4 separate regions of the Mus musculus genome follow, and all the other regions are linked to region 2. A link is a contact called in public HiCAR-type, HiChIP or PLAC-seq and promoter capture Hi-C data. All regions are on one chromosome and are shown on one strand. The core of a region is the stretch at or near the end of the contact, and the rest is flanking DNA. Distances in the headings are between cores, read along the strand shown. Region 1 holds the start of Tmem160 (transmembrane protein 160). Region 2 holds the start of Six5 (sine oculis-related homeobox 5). Region 3 holds the start of Dhx34 (DEAH (Asp-Glu-Ala-His) box polypeptide 34). Region 4 holds the start of Meis3 (Meis homeobox 3).

What was found. Promoter capture Hi-C pulls out the DNA fragments that hold promoters and counts their contacts. HiCAR-type assays count read pairs that join an accessible place to other places. HiChIP or PLAC-seq counts read pairs in DNA pulled down with a chosen protein or histone mark.
Region 1: a HiCAR-type map of astrocytes shows a contact between it and region 2, with 2.7 times the contacts expected there. The contact joins the promoter of Tmem160 here to the promoter of Six5 in region 2. A contact is called at or near these places in 1 of 39 promoter capture datasets (cranial neural crest) and 1 of 115 datasets of contacts at active chromatin or transcription factors (astrocytes).
Region 3: a promoter capture Hi-C map of embryonic stem cells shows a contact between it and region 2, with 5 times the contacts expected there. The contact joins the promoter of Dhx34 here to the promoter of Six5 in region 2. A contact is called at or near these places in 2 of 39 promoter capture datasets (embryonic stem cells and liver) and 1 of 9 other capture datasets (macrophages).
Region 4: a contact with region 2 is called in an H3K4me3 HiChIP or PLAC-seq map of stem cell-derived neural progenitor cells, with 6 times the contacts expected there. The contact joins the promoter of Meis3 here to the promoter of Six5 in region 2. A contact is called at or near these places in 1 of 39 promoter capture datasets (hippocampal neurons) and 2 of 115 datasets of contacts at active chromatin or transcription factors (astrocytes and stem cell-derived neural progenitor cells).

Annotation. Positions count from the first base shown.
Region 1 is chr7:16,451,508-16,454,474 of GRCm38.p6, reverse strand. It overlaps Tmem160 (transmembrane protein 160), which reads right to left and starts at 1,696. Exons shown (of 3, transcript NM_026938.1): 1 at 1,305-1,696; 2 at 262-354. The coding sequence starts at 1,512.
Region 2 is chr7:19,093,080-19,096,059 of GRCm38.p6, reverse strand. Six5 (sine oculis-related homeobox 5) reads right to left here and starts at 1,516. Exons shown (of 3, transcript NM_011383.1): 1 at 642-1,516. The coding sequence starts at 1,423. Dmpk (dystrophia myotonica-protein kinase) reads right to left here. Exons shown (of 15, transcript NM_001379257.1): 15 at 2,239-2,980. The coding sequence ends at 2,951.
Region 3 is chr7:16,220,615-16,223,314 of GRCm38.p6, reverse strand. It overlaps Dhx34 (DEAH (Asp-Glu-Ala-His) box polypeptide 34), which reads left to right and starts at 1,283. Exons shown (of 17, transcript NM_027883.3): 1 at 1,283-1,317.
Region 4 is chr7:16,174,114-16,176,858 of GRCm38.p6, reverse strand. Meis3 (Meis homeobox 3) reads right to left here and starts at 1,464. Exons shown (of 13, transcript NM_008627.4): 1 at 1,292-1,464. The coding sequence starts at 1,303.

The sequences.
Region 1 (2,967 bases), core at 447-2,946, 2.6 Mb after region 2:
TGAGACTTGGAGGAGAAATTCAATATCCAAAGGGGCTGGTCTGGGGTATAAACAAAGGTGTCCACATAAGTCAAGGCTACTTGGAAACTGTCTGGTGGACTCCTCACAATGCCGATGAAGGAGGTGTAAGAGGAGATGTAACTAGTGAGGCAAGAGAAAATGGAGGGAGTGCTCTCCTTTTCCAACTGTTAGGGTAGGAGGACTCAGAACTGGAGGAAAAGGGGGAGGGGCCCATTTCCCATAGGGATGGTCTGTACTCACCATAGGCAGCTTCCCGGCCCATGTCACTCTGCATGAAGGAGATGACCCCAATGCCGGATGACAGAAGTCCATTTCGGAACCAGGAGAGAAAAGCTGCGGGGAGTTGGGGGATGGAGCTCTGCATCAGCAAGCCCTGCTTCCTAGATCCCCTCTCACCCTATTCAGCCACAAGACAAAAGTATTCTAGATGCGGATCCCTTCCGGGAAGCCCCATGCAAGTCCCATTCCTTTACCCTTCTGTCCCAGACGTTCAAAATCTAGAGCACGAATTGAAGTTTGAGGATAGAAAGTCTTCCCAAGTCTTCCCTTGTGCATCCTGCGGTCTTCCCTCTCTCCCTCAGACCTCTGGGACAAACTTCTCCAGCCTGTCCCTTCCCCTGTGTGGTAACCGCTCCTACCTAGCATGGCCTCATCCTTGCGTCCACACCTCCCCACCACTCAAGTACCTGAGTGCTGCCAAAAGGCTGTTCCCACTACTAGCCCCATTCAACACCAGACCAGCTCCAATCTCTCAACTCATTGCCTCGTTTGAGATTCCTCCCTCTGCAGTCTAGATCACCTCTCCCTCCAATCAGCAGCCACCTTCTCTACCATTGGTTACACGCTGGTCCAATCCGGAACTTCCCCATCTTCTGCGGGTAGCCACACTCTTGTTTTATTCCAAGTGGTCCCCTCTGTCTGTAATCCTAACGGATACCCCTGTCTCAAGCAACTTGTTCCCTCCCAGCTGCCTCTGGAACGGTCTCTCACCTAGGCAGTGTGGTGCTGCCAACTACTTCTTCCTAACCGTAGCCTCCTCCCCACCCCCACTAATCCCTGCTGTACCCCTTTAGCCAGGACCCGAAAGATGGTGTCCTATGCGGCCAGGCTGCAAAATCTCCAACCCCCAACACCGGTTCCCTGCGCTCACATGAGGAAGCTGCCCCCGCTGAGCACAGGCCCTGTTCCCAGCAGATGCTTGCCTTACTCTGGCCACCCACTCCCACGTGCACATTGAAACCCCTCTCCTTGTAGCGCGAACGACCCCGGCCCCTGCCACTGACCTGTCTCATGTGCCTTGCGGAGGAGCCAAGCGTCCGCGCGATCCAGCTCGGACACTGGAGGCGGCGACGCTCCCGCGCGTGGCCCGTGGCCCGGGGCGAAGGACCCGCGCGCGCCCCCGCTGCGGGGCCGCTGAGGAGGCTGCAGAGACCCCCGGAAGCGCAGGCGGGCCAGGCGCGCGACCCGAGCCCACCACCAGCCGCCTCCCATGGCTCGCAATGGGGCCGCGACACCAGCTCCGCCCCACGGGCCTACTGTAGGCTGGAGGTCACATCACTCATGAGGAGCGACACAACCATTGGTGATCTGCCCGCAACTCTATCCCGGAACGCAATACCTATTGGTGTATCTGGCTGTGTCTCCACTTCAGTTATATGTGCCGGTAGTGTGTGACCCACCTTATTTTTATCATCAGACTACAAATCCCAGAGATCAATGTACGGCAGGCAGTTCGACCTGCAGAAGGGTGCGGCGGAATATCTGCTGGGACTTGTAGTTTCAAAAAAGTTAATGCTCTCAACAGCCAGGAAACAAAACTTGTACTAGTTGCTTAGACTAGTTGCAAAACTGTGGTGAACTCACGGAAACAACTACCAGTTACCTCACTAAAGAGGACACATAACTATTTTGTTGTATTCCTCTTCAGTTTTTCTTCTATGCAGATTTTAATAAGATGTCATTTCTGGAAATTCATTCCTGTCTTTACTTAGATTCTTTCCAAAACGTTATTACCGGTACTGGGACTCAAACTTAGTGAGAGTGGCCGAGAGAGTATTTAACAGAAGAGAGACTGCAGAGGAGAAGCAGAGGAGGGGACAGAAGCAACAGACTCAAGACCTGGCAAAGATCTTGATAGCAGCCACAGCCAAACCACGGGACACATAAGAAATGCCTAAAACAGATAGTCTCAGGAGAAGGAGATAAGAGGGAGGGGGCTAAAGATCAAAGGTGCCCCTCCCAAGCCCAGGGCAGCCCTAAAGGTGAAAGGGAACCCAACAACTTGTTTGTAGATAATAAAGTTGAACTTTCTGCCTTGCTAAAACCTGAAGGTAAAGTCTCCTCATCAGTTTATAAGTGACTTTCAGTGGCAACAGAAACAAAAGAAACAACCAAGACCTCTTAGGGGCCCTGAAAAGTTCGGACTATTGTGCCTCCTCTAAGAAGGCTTTACTTTGCTAACTACAGGTGACCTCCCTAGAGCCAGGGGACTCAGGGCCTTGGCATCAGACAATGGCCAATCTGTCACCAATTGCCAGAAGCCGACCCCCACCTTGTGTATACACCAGTGCAGCAATGGCCTCCTGGTTAAAGATGACGCCAGGGTGACTCATTACCAGCCTCTCTTCTTGAATGCCCCAGGATGACTTTTCAGCTGCCCTGCTGCCTGACCCTGACCTTGATCGGTGGGCCTCTGCATGACTGCTCAGATCATATGTGCAGAGCCACTCCGGACAGGAGTATCAACCCACAAAGCTGAACTGGTGGCAGCTCTGACCAAGGCGTTACAGCTGAGAAAAGACAAGAGACACAGATAGCCAGTGTGCCTTTGCTACTGCTGATATCTATGGGACTATTTATATAGAGAGAGGCCTTCTGGCGGCAGAAGGACAGACTAAACTCCGTCCCAGAGGGCAGTGAGACAGCCCAGTGAGTGACCCTAAAAAT
Region 2 (2,980 bases), core at 267-2,766:
GAAAGTTTTCCAGTCGCCTTGGCCTGCAGCCGAGCACCCAGACTGCCCCAAGTCCCCTGGGTCGGCAGGCGCGTGGCTGCGGAGTGAGGCAGCAGCTTTTACTCCAGTTCTTCCTCACCCCCCACCCCCACGGCGTCAGAGACCAGAGCTAGAGGCCTGGCGCTGAGGTGGGAGGGGAAGGGCTTGGGTTACAGGGAAACCGGAGCCGGAGAAGGTTCACGTTTCACAACAAAGACAAGCGACAGACCACGCTGTTTGGGCTGGAGGGGGCGTGGGGGTGGGTGTAAGTAATGGTTACCGAGGGGCCAGGTTGCAGAGGCCCCAAAAGCGGGTCCCTACCCTGGGTGCCTTAGACAAAGGCCCCTTTCCCTTCCTTACTACCGCTCCTCCAGGGATACCTCACTTTTCTCACTGCCCGTCCCGCCCCCGCCCCCCCCCCCATTCCTGGCACTGCGTTCCCAGCTTAGAAGTAGCTGGAACAACCTCTGCCCCTGAGGCAGTGATGCCCAGAGAACCCAGGGTGTGCCTGGTCTCTCCACGCTCAGCCTATGCACTCGCCGACGCCACCGAAGAGGGATGTGAAGGGTCACTTGCGCAGACTCCAGCGGCCACCGAGGAAGGAGGGTCGGTTCCCCCCTCACCTTTTGCAAGGCGCTCCACCGCCGGTCCCAGTGCGGTCGCGCTGTCGCCGGTTCTTGAACCAGTTGCTGACCTGTGTAAGCGAGAGGCCGGTGAGCGTGGCCAGGCGGCGCTTCTCGTCAGGCGTGGGATAGCGGTTGCCGCGGTAGCAGGCCTTGAGCGCCGCTCGCGAGCGCTCCTTGAAGCAATAGACGGTCTCCTCGCCATCCCAGATGGTCTTGGGCAGAGGGAACTTCTTGCGCAGCCGGTATTTGTCCACAGCGCCCAGCGCACGGCCACGGGCCCGCTCGGCCTCGTGGTAGCGCGCGCGCAGGTAGAGGTCCTGCAGGAAGGCGTGGTGGGCGGCGGGGAAAGGGCGGCTCTCGAGAAGTTGGTAGAGCTCGGCGTATTCACCCCGCTGGAAGGCCACTAGGGCCCGCGCGCGCAGCACCGGATCGCTGCCACGTAGGCGCTCGGCCGGGGGCAGCGCGCCCAGGAAGCGGCTCAAGCGGCCGGCGTGGCCCGCCTGCAGCAGCGCCTCGCACACGCATGCCACCTGTTCGGGCGAGAAGCGAAGGCCAGTGGGCACCTCGGTCACGGTCTCCCGGGGAGACCCCGGGCCACTCGGGGACCCAGAGTCCGCCGCCGCCGCCGCATCTCCCGCCCCGGCCGCCGCCGCCTCCCCCTCGGCTGCCTGCAGAGTCTGCAGAAGCTGGCGCGCTTCCTCCTCCTGCTCCTCGGTCGCCGCCGCCGCCTCCCCCCGAGCCGCGGGCCCCGCGCTCGGCTCCGCAGGCGAGGTAGCCATGTTTGGCAACTTTGGAAAGTTCCTCCCTCCTTTGCCGCCTCCCGCGGGCTTCCCCAGCCCCCTCCTCCGCCCAGTCCTCCTCGCCGCCCCCCCCCCCGGTCCCCTTGCAGTCTTCTGGCCCCCTCCCAAAGACTAGACCCAGCTCTGCACTCGGGTCTGTCCTTGTCCCTGTGTGTCCGCCCCCCTCCCGGGCTGTCAGGATTCTTTGTTTTCCCTCCGTCTCTGGCCGCGCTTTTGGCCTTCCCCCCTTGTGTGCCTCTGACTCAGGGCCTCAGTTTCCCTATCAGAGCAACGGAGAAGGTAATGGGCCGTCCGGAGGGTTAAGGGCGCGAAGCCGCTCCCATCTCCCGGGTCCCTTGAAGGGCCCCCTCCCTTCCCATCTCCGCGCCGTGCTCCGCCCCTCGGAATTCCCGGCCCCGCGGGTAGGCGGTGGATCTAGCTGGGAGGAGGGGCGGGGAATCGCGCTAGAAAGTTTGCAGCAACTTTTCTGGAGTGTCGGTCCAAAAAGCGGATGCGCGTGGCTTGCGCAGGCGCAGTGGGAAGATGGTGTGCCCGCTGCTGGCCCAACCCCCTACTTTTTTCCAAACTTGAGTGGCACAGCTGGGTCACAGCTGGGGGGGAGGGTGGGGGGCGGTGGTGTCTCTGGTGGCTTGTTGCTTCTCTCCTACTGGCTGGATGCCTAAGCCCCACCCTTCAACCTGATTCGTGCGCTTTGCCTCCCCTCTAGCTCCCACTCAAGCCATTGGTTGTCTCTATTGGACTCTCCATTGGCCTGCGGGGCGGTTTCCTTTCCACAACAGAGATATTGCGCGGGATTTAGGGCAGACCAGAAGTATTTTATTCGCAAGGGTCGGGAGTGGAGGTCGTAGGTGGGGACAGACAATAAATACCGAGGAATGTCGAGTCTCAATGCATCTAAAACGTGGGTCCCGGAGTCTGTCAGTGAGTCAGATAACAAGATCAATAAATACCCACACTGCTTTGGGGGAGGGGGGAGTGCAGCTGTGGCTCCGTTGTTAGAGTGCAGACGTGTACACGGGGAAGGAGTTGCAGCAACCCCCAGGAGTGAGGCTGTCCGAAGCCAAAGACTCCGTGTGTGCTGGCAGAGGTCTTGCTGATCCATCACTATGGGAATGGGATGTCCCTGGAAATAGGGGGCTCATGCTTATGGCTTGTAACTGATGGCTGGGAGAGTGAAAAAGTGAAATCGGATGAGCTGAGCAGTTTGCCCATCCACGTCGGGGCTGAGTAAAGCAAGGTCGGCGAATGCCCAGCTGCTGCAGCAGCGGTGGCTACCAGCTCTGCAGGAACCAGGGGTGCTGGGCACGAGCCCTGTTCCTCCCTCCCCGGCCGCCAGGTGGCAGGCCTGGATCACAGGAGCGGAGCTGGGTGGGGACCCAGGCTCACAGAAGTGTGGAGCGGAGCGGTGGGGGGGGGGGGGGGGCGCGATGGGCACAGAGACGCTTTGGGTCGCTCCCTGGTCGCTCGACCTTCCTAGGAGGCCTAAATGAAAGATGGCTTGGAGTCTTAGGGTTCAGGGGGCGAAGGTGGCTCCCG
Region 3 (2,700 bases), core at 34-2,533, 2.9 Mb after region 2:
CTGGAGGACACAGAGATAGTCACAAAAGTAAGATTAAATAGGACGGGGTGAAGAACATTCCAGCGCTCAGGAGGCGGTGGTGGAAGGATGAGTAGTTGGAGCCTGGGCAAAGGAGAAAGTTCTTGTCTGAAATACATGAATAAGCAAAGAAATAAAATATTGAGCAATAATGCCCGCTCTGTGGAGGGAGCTGCTTTTAGAAGCAAGGTCAGAGATGACAGCTTCAGTGCACTAATATCTGAATGGGGGGAAAAAGTGAGCTGCACAGAGAAACCAGAAGAGGAAACAGAGAACTCAAAACCTGGCTACAACCCAGCCTGGCCTATATATTTTTATATATGCTTTTCAGCGACTTTTTTTTTTTTTTGCAACAAGTTTTCTTAGGTTATCGATGGGGAAACTGAGGCTCAGTTCCCCAGTGATTGGCACATCGAGGAGTACTGTGTAGTTTTCTCTGGAGTCTTTTCTCACCCATTTAGTCATTAATTTAACATGTGTGGCTCTAGAGAGGGCTTTAAGGGGACACAAGACTGATCAGCACAGAGCTGGTCCCTGGCTTAAGGCTGCTGGGGTTACATCTGATTATTTATTAGTGAGTTATAGTGATAGAGTGACCACATGACTGTCTTATTAATTTAATTAGGTTTTTGAGATGGTCTAGATATGTAGTCCTGGATGACCTGAACTCACTATGTAGTCCAGGCTGGCCTTGAACTTACCGAGATCCACCTCCCTTTGCCTCCCAAGTGCTGGAATTTAAGGCGTGCACTAGTTCGCCCAGTCACGGGACTGTTTTAATAGTGTTTGAGCTCCCTTGCTGACCCTAAACTTTTTGTTTGTTTGTTTGTTTGTTTTTTTGAGAGAGGGTTTCTCTGTGTAGCTCTGGCTGTCCTGGAACTCACTCTGTAGACCAGGCTGGCCTCGAACTCAGAAATCCGCCTGCCTCTGCCTCCCAAGTGCTGGGATTAGAGGCGTGCGTTGTTTTGTTTTTTGGACCCGAAACTTTTGACTTTCTAGTAATTCTGGGTTTACAGGGCTGTGGAGAGGACACGGCTAGGGACTGGCACTTACCTATAACCCCTCCTCTGGCCTCTAGAGGGCGTCAAATCACCCAAAACACTGCCTGAAGCCAGGTGCCCAAGAGCGCTTTGTGCGATGGGCATTGGCCCGCCCGCTACTCCCTATTGGGCTTCATTGTACGGAGAGGCCAGGTCGCGCTTTCGCGATCTGCGCATGCGCAGTCTGGAGAGTGGCGGGAGCGTGCGCAGGCGCAGACCATTTAGGACCGGAAGTTGAGGCGTCCGTGCTATTTCGGAGGTAAGGGGCGGGGCGTGTGTGCGGGGTGTCTGCGTGGCTTTGGTCCCTGGTGCAGGATTTGTGTGGGGCTATAGTTCCGAGCGAGCAGGGGAGTCAAGAGAACCCCAATTTTAATGAAGGAATGTGCCAGGACCCAGAGAGCTCTGGCGGTGCGCGATTCTTAGAAGCTGGAGGACCAAGAGGCCCGGAACTGAAACCACAGAGGGAACAAGTTTCTGAGAAAGGGAGAGAAAAGGGGACCAGGGTGATGGGGTGCCTGCAAGAGAGGCTCACAAGGGCGCCAGGAAGAGATTGGCAAGAAAGCCTGGATGGTGGTGAGACCCACAGTTATGAAAAGATGGAGTTTGAAACAGAACCTTGAAAGTTGGAGGTGATAGTAGAGTCGTGCTGAAAAATGGCGAAAGGAAGAAATGCACCCCAGATTTGCGTTCCTCGCACTGCTTATTTAGCTTAGCAAAATAGAGTGGAAATAGTCTTAATGTTGTGAGAAAGTGAACATATATGTATACATATGTGATTGAGACTACACAGAAATACCGGAGTGGTAGCTGTAAAGAAAGGCACCATTGGTAGATAAAAGTATTGACTGGAGAACTGTAAACAAATAGAGGGCCGGGAGCTAGGTGCTGGATCTGAGCACAGGAGGCTGAAGCAGGAGGATTGTGAGTTAAAGGCCAACCCAGTCTACATAGGATGACTCTTGTCTCCAAAAATAAATAAATTTGAGGAAAAGTTGAAACAAGATGGAGAAAGTGGAGAAATTCAAATGGAGGTCTGAGGAAGAGAGGGAGGGAGGGAGAGAGAGAGAGAGAGAGAGGAGAGAGAGGGGAGAGAGGGAGAAATAGAGAAATAGAAAGAGAGGTATTGGGAAGATGGCCCGGTAAGCCATACTTGGACATAATGGTGCTTACTTGCAGTCCCAGCACTTATGTGGTGGAGACTGGATGGTGAGTGAGTTCAAGGTCATGCTTATCTGTGTGGAGAGTTCAAGGTTAGGCTAAACTACCTGAGACCCCAAACCAAATGAAGGAGTAAAATGCCCGAGGGAACAGACCCATTGGCAGCCATGGGTGCTGATGTTGGGCCTAGTGTGAGTCAGGGTTTTTGTTGCCTAGAAGGAGCTTTCTCCTCCTTACTGTCCCAGTCTTTTTCTGAGGATCACTGGCTCCATCTTCTAGCAGCTTTCCAAGGCCTGGTCCTCATTCCCTTCTAGAATAGAGTTCTCTCAGTCCTGTCATCACCGAGCTTCAGTCTTTACTCAGAAGTGTTGTACTCTGCAGTGTCTGCTATGTTTGTGGGACTCACAAGGTCTTCCTCCCTGGACACTCAAAGGTAGCTCTAACAACTCCCAAGAGGGGACCAAGTCCCTCCCACCCCTGTGAC
Region 4 (2,745 bases), core at 215-2,714, 2.9 Mb after region 2:
GAGCCACGCCCCCAGCCCCTCACTGGGGGATTCTAGGCAGGGGCTCTACCACTGAGCCACGCCCCCAGCCCCCTCACTGGGGGATTCTAGGCAGGGCTCTACCAGCTTTGTTTGGTTTTGAGATAGAATCTTACTTTGCAGCCCATGCTGGCCTGGAACTCAGAGCAATTCTCCTGCTTTGACCTCTGGAGTGCTATTACACTACACACCTCTGAATGTCTTAACAATTTATCACATCCAACATGTAAATTCACCATACCCATATCCACACAGAGTTGGGCACACAGCCGACATGCACATGCATGTGATACATATGCACATGTATGCTATAGGGTAGGTTCTCCAGAGCATGCAGGCTTAGAGCACTACACCCCGAATTGCAAGAGACAACTACACACACACACACGCACACACACACAGAGAGAGAGAGAGAGAGAGAGAGAGAGAGAGAGAGAGAGAGAGAGAGAGAGAGAAACATTCACATATACTTACACAGAGAGACAGAGACAGAGACAGACAGACAGTCAGTCAGTCAGTCAGAGCGCACCTAGCACCAAGTTGGAATTGAATGAATGAGGAAATGAAAGACATTTAGCACAATCAGACAACAGTCAATAAATACATTTGGGGGAGGGTAACCCTATTCTACCATGCAAACAGTCCCAACCAGAAACAAGAGTATAGGAGCCAGATTTCTGGGTCCTCCTGTTACGGAATCACAATGGGGCAGCAGGACCTTTGATCTCCAGGTAGAAGACGGTTCTTAGCAGTGGGGAGACTGGGGCGCCAAGAGGCAAAGGGCTCACTGGTATGAGGCAGAGGGTCCTGTGTTCTCCAGCCGACCTGGGCGCACTGGGCCATCTGGGTGGCTGTCACTCCTCTTTTGCTTCCGCAGGCTAACTTCTCTAAGCATCCTGAAGTGAATTCACCTGCTCCCAGCTGCCCACCGTGAACCCAGACGATGGGGTCTTTACCTCCTGCCAGGTTCGTCTCCAAACCTCCCTACACTCAGGGCTCGCATCTCTCCCCTGCTCTCCCTTGTCTGGCAGCTTGGTGAGATGTCCCACCCCTAACCCCAGGGTGGGTCTCAGACAACAGAAGCCTGGGGAAAAGCAGACAGGAAGAGGGTAGAGATGGGGAAGACCCAAGAGATAGAGGGAGTAGGGGAGGGGGGGTGAGGGGGAGAGAGTGACAGAGAGGAATAGAGGGAGGGGCAGAAGGAACTCTAAGGGGCAAAAAGGGACATTTAGAGGCAGAAAGAGGCTCAGGGCGGGACGGCACAGTCACCTACCCTCCGGGCCATGAGCCGGCGCCGCCTGTCCTGGGCTCGGGAGGTCACGGCCTGGAGCTCATCGCGGCAGGAGGTCCCCGAGGTCCCCGCCGGGTGCCAGGGTCTCCGAGTGGCCAAGACCCGCGGATCGCGGCCGAGGGTGGCGGCGGCTCCTCCGCTCACACGGGCCCGGCCTGTGTCACATCCGGAAGTTCACGCGGAGACGCTTAACCCGCTGTCTGCCGGAGCGGGGCCTCCTCCCGAGCGGCCCCTCTCCTGTCTTGTCCCTCCCCTCTCCTCTGAGTCCCCTCCTCCCTCTCCTTCTCTGCCTCCCCTTCTTCCCTCCGTGCTGTCCCCTCCCTCCTCCTCTCCTCTTCCTGGACTCCAGGTCTGCCTCCACCCACCTTGGCCTTTGTATGTCAGATTCGCGGGGTCTTGTGTCTGGAGCTTCCCGCGGTCCCCACCCTCCCTCTTGGTCCTCACTGCTTCTTGCTCTCTCCCTGCCTGGCCGCCAGGGGTCTGCAGTAGCTTTTTGCCCCTCCTCTCTGGTCACTCTTCTGTCTCTGTCTCTCCTGTCTAACCATGAGACGGGATTAAAGCAAACCAGGCACAGGAAAGAACCAAGCTTATATTTTCGTTTGTCTTCTTGCTCCGTTTCTGTCCCTTGTCTCCCCTGGGGGGACAAGGGGGCTGTCGGCCCGAGGCTCCAGTGTGTGTCTAGAAGTGGCAAAGTATTGAGCTGCTGTGCTTCCCTCAGGGATGTGTGTGCCTCTGTCCTTCTGAGCCCTGTGTTCAGGAAGGCCCTTAGCCTGGATGAAGCCCTCTCAGCTGCCCCTAGGGGAGCAGCCTGGGACCTCCGAGCCTTGCGGGGGTGGGAGGGTGGGGGTGGGGTGGGGTGTAAATCGTGGGTCTAGCCACTGAGGCGGTGCAGACAAAAGCTGTCAGTCAAACCCCAAGACAAGCTTTGGAGTGAAATTCCAGTGGCAAAAAGTAATTGTGCCGGGTGTGTGTGGTACTCAGGGAGACTGAGGCAGGAGGAGCATGAGTTGGATGCAAGCCTGCTTATACGGTAAGATTCTGTCTCCAAAAACCAGAGGAAAAGAGGAGGATGTGGGTTGGGGGAGGAAGAGGAAGGAAGGAAAGAAAGGGAACCTGAGAAAGGGACAGAGAAGGGAACAGAATCAGAGAGAGAGAGAGAGAGAGAGAGAGAGAGAGAGAGAGAGAGAGAGAGAGAGAGAGAGAGAGAGAGCGCAGAGAGTGGAGGCAGCTGAGAGCCTGCTCACTGACTCTCTCACTGTTGGTGGTGTGAGCCCCGCTGGGCTAGCTGGAGGTACATTTTATGACTCCCATAAACAGGCCTCGCACTCCTTCATCTTCTCTGCTGGAAATAAAACAAAAGCCAGGGCAGGGGTGACAGGTGGGGAGGGCCTGAGAGGCTATGGAGGAGGGAGGACCCTGCTTCTTCTCAGCTCCTC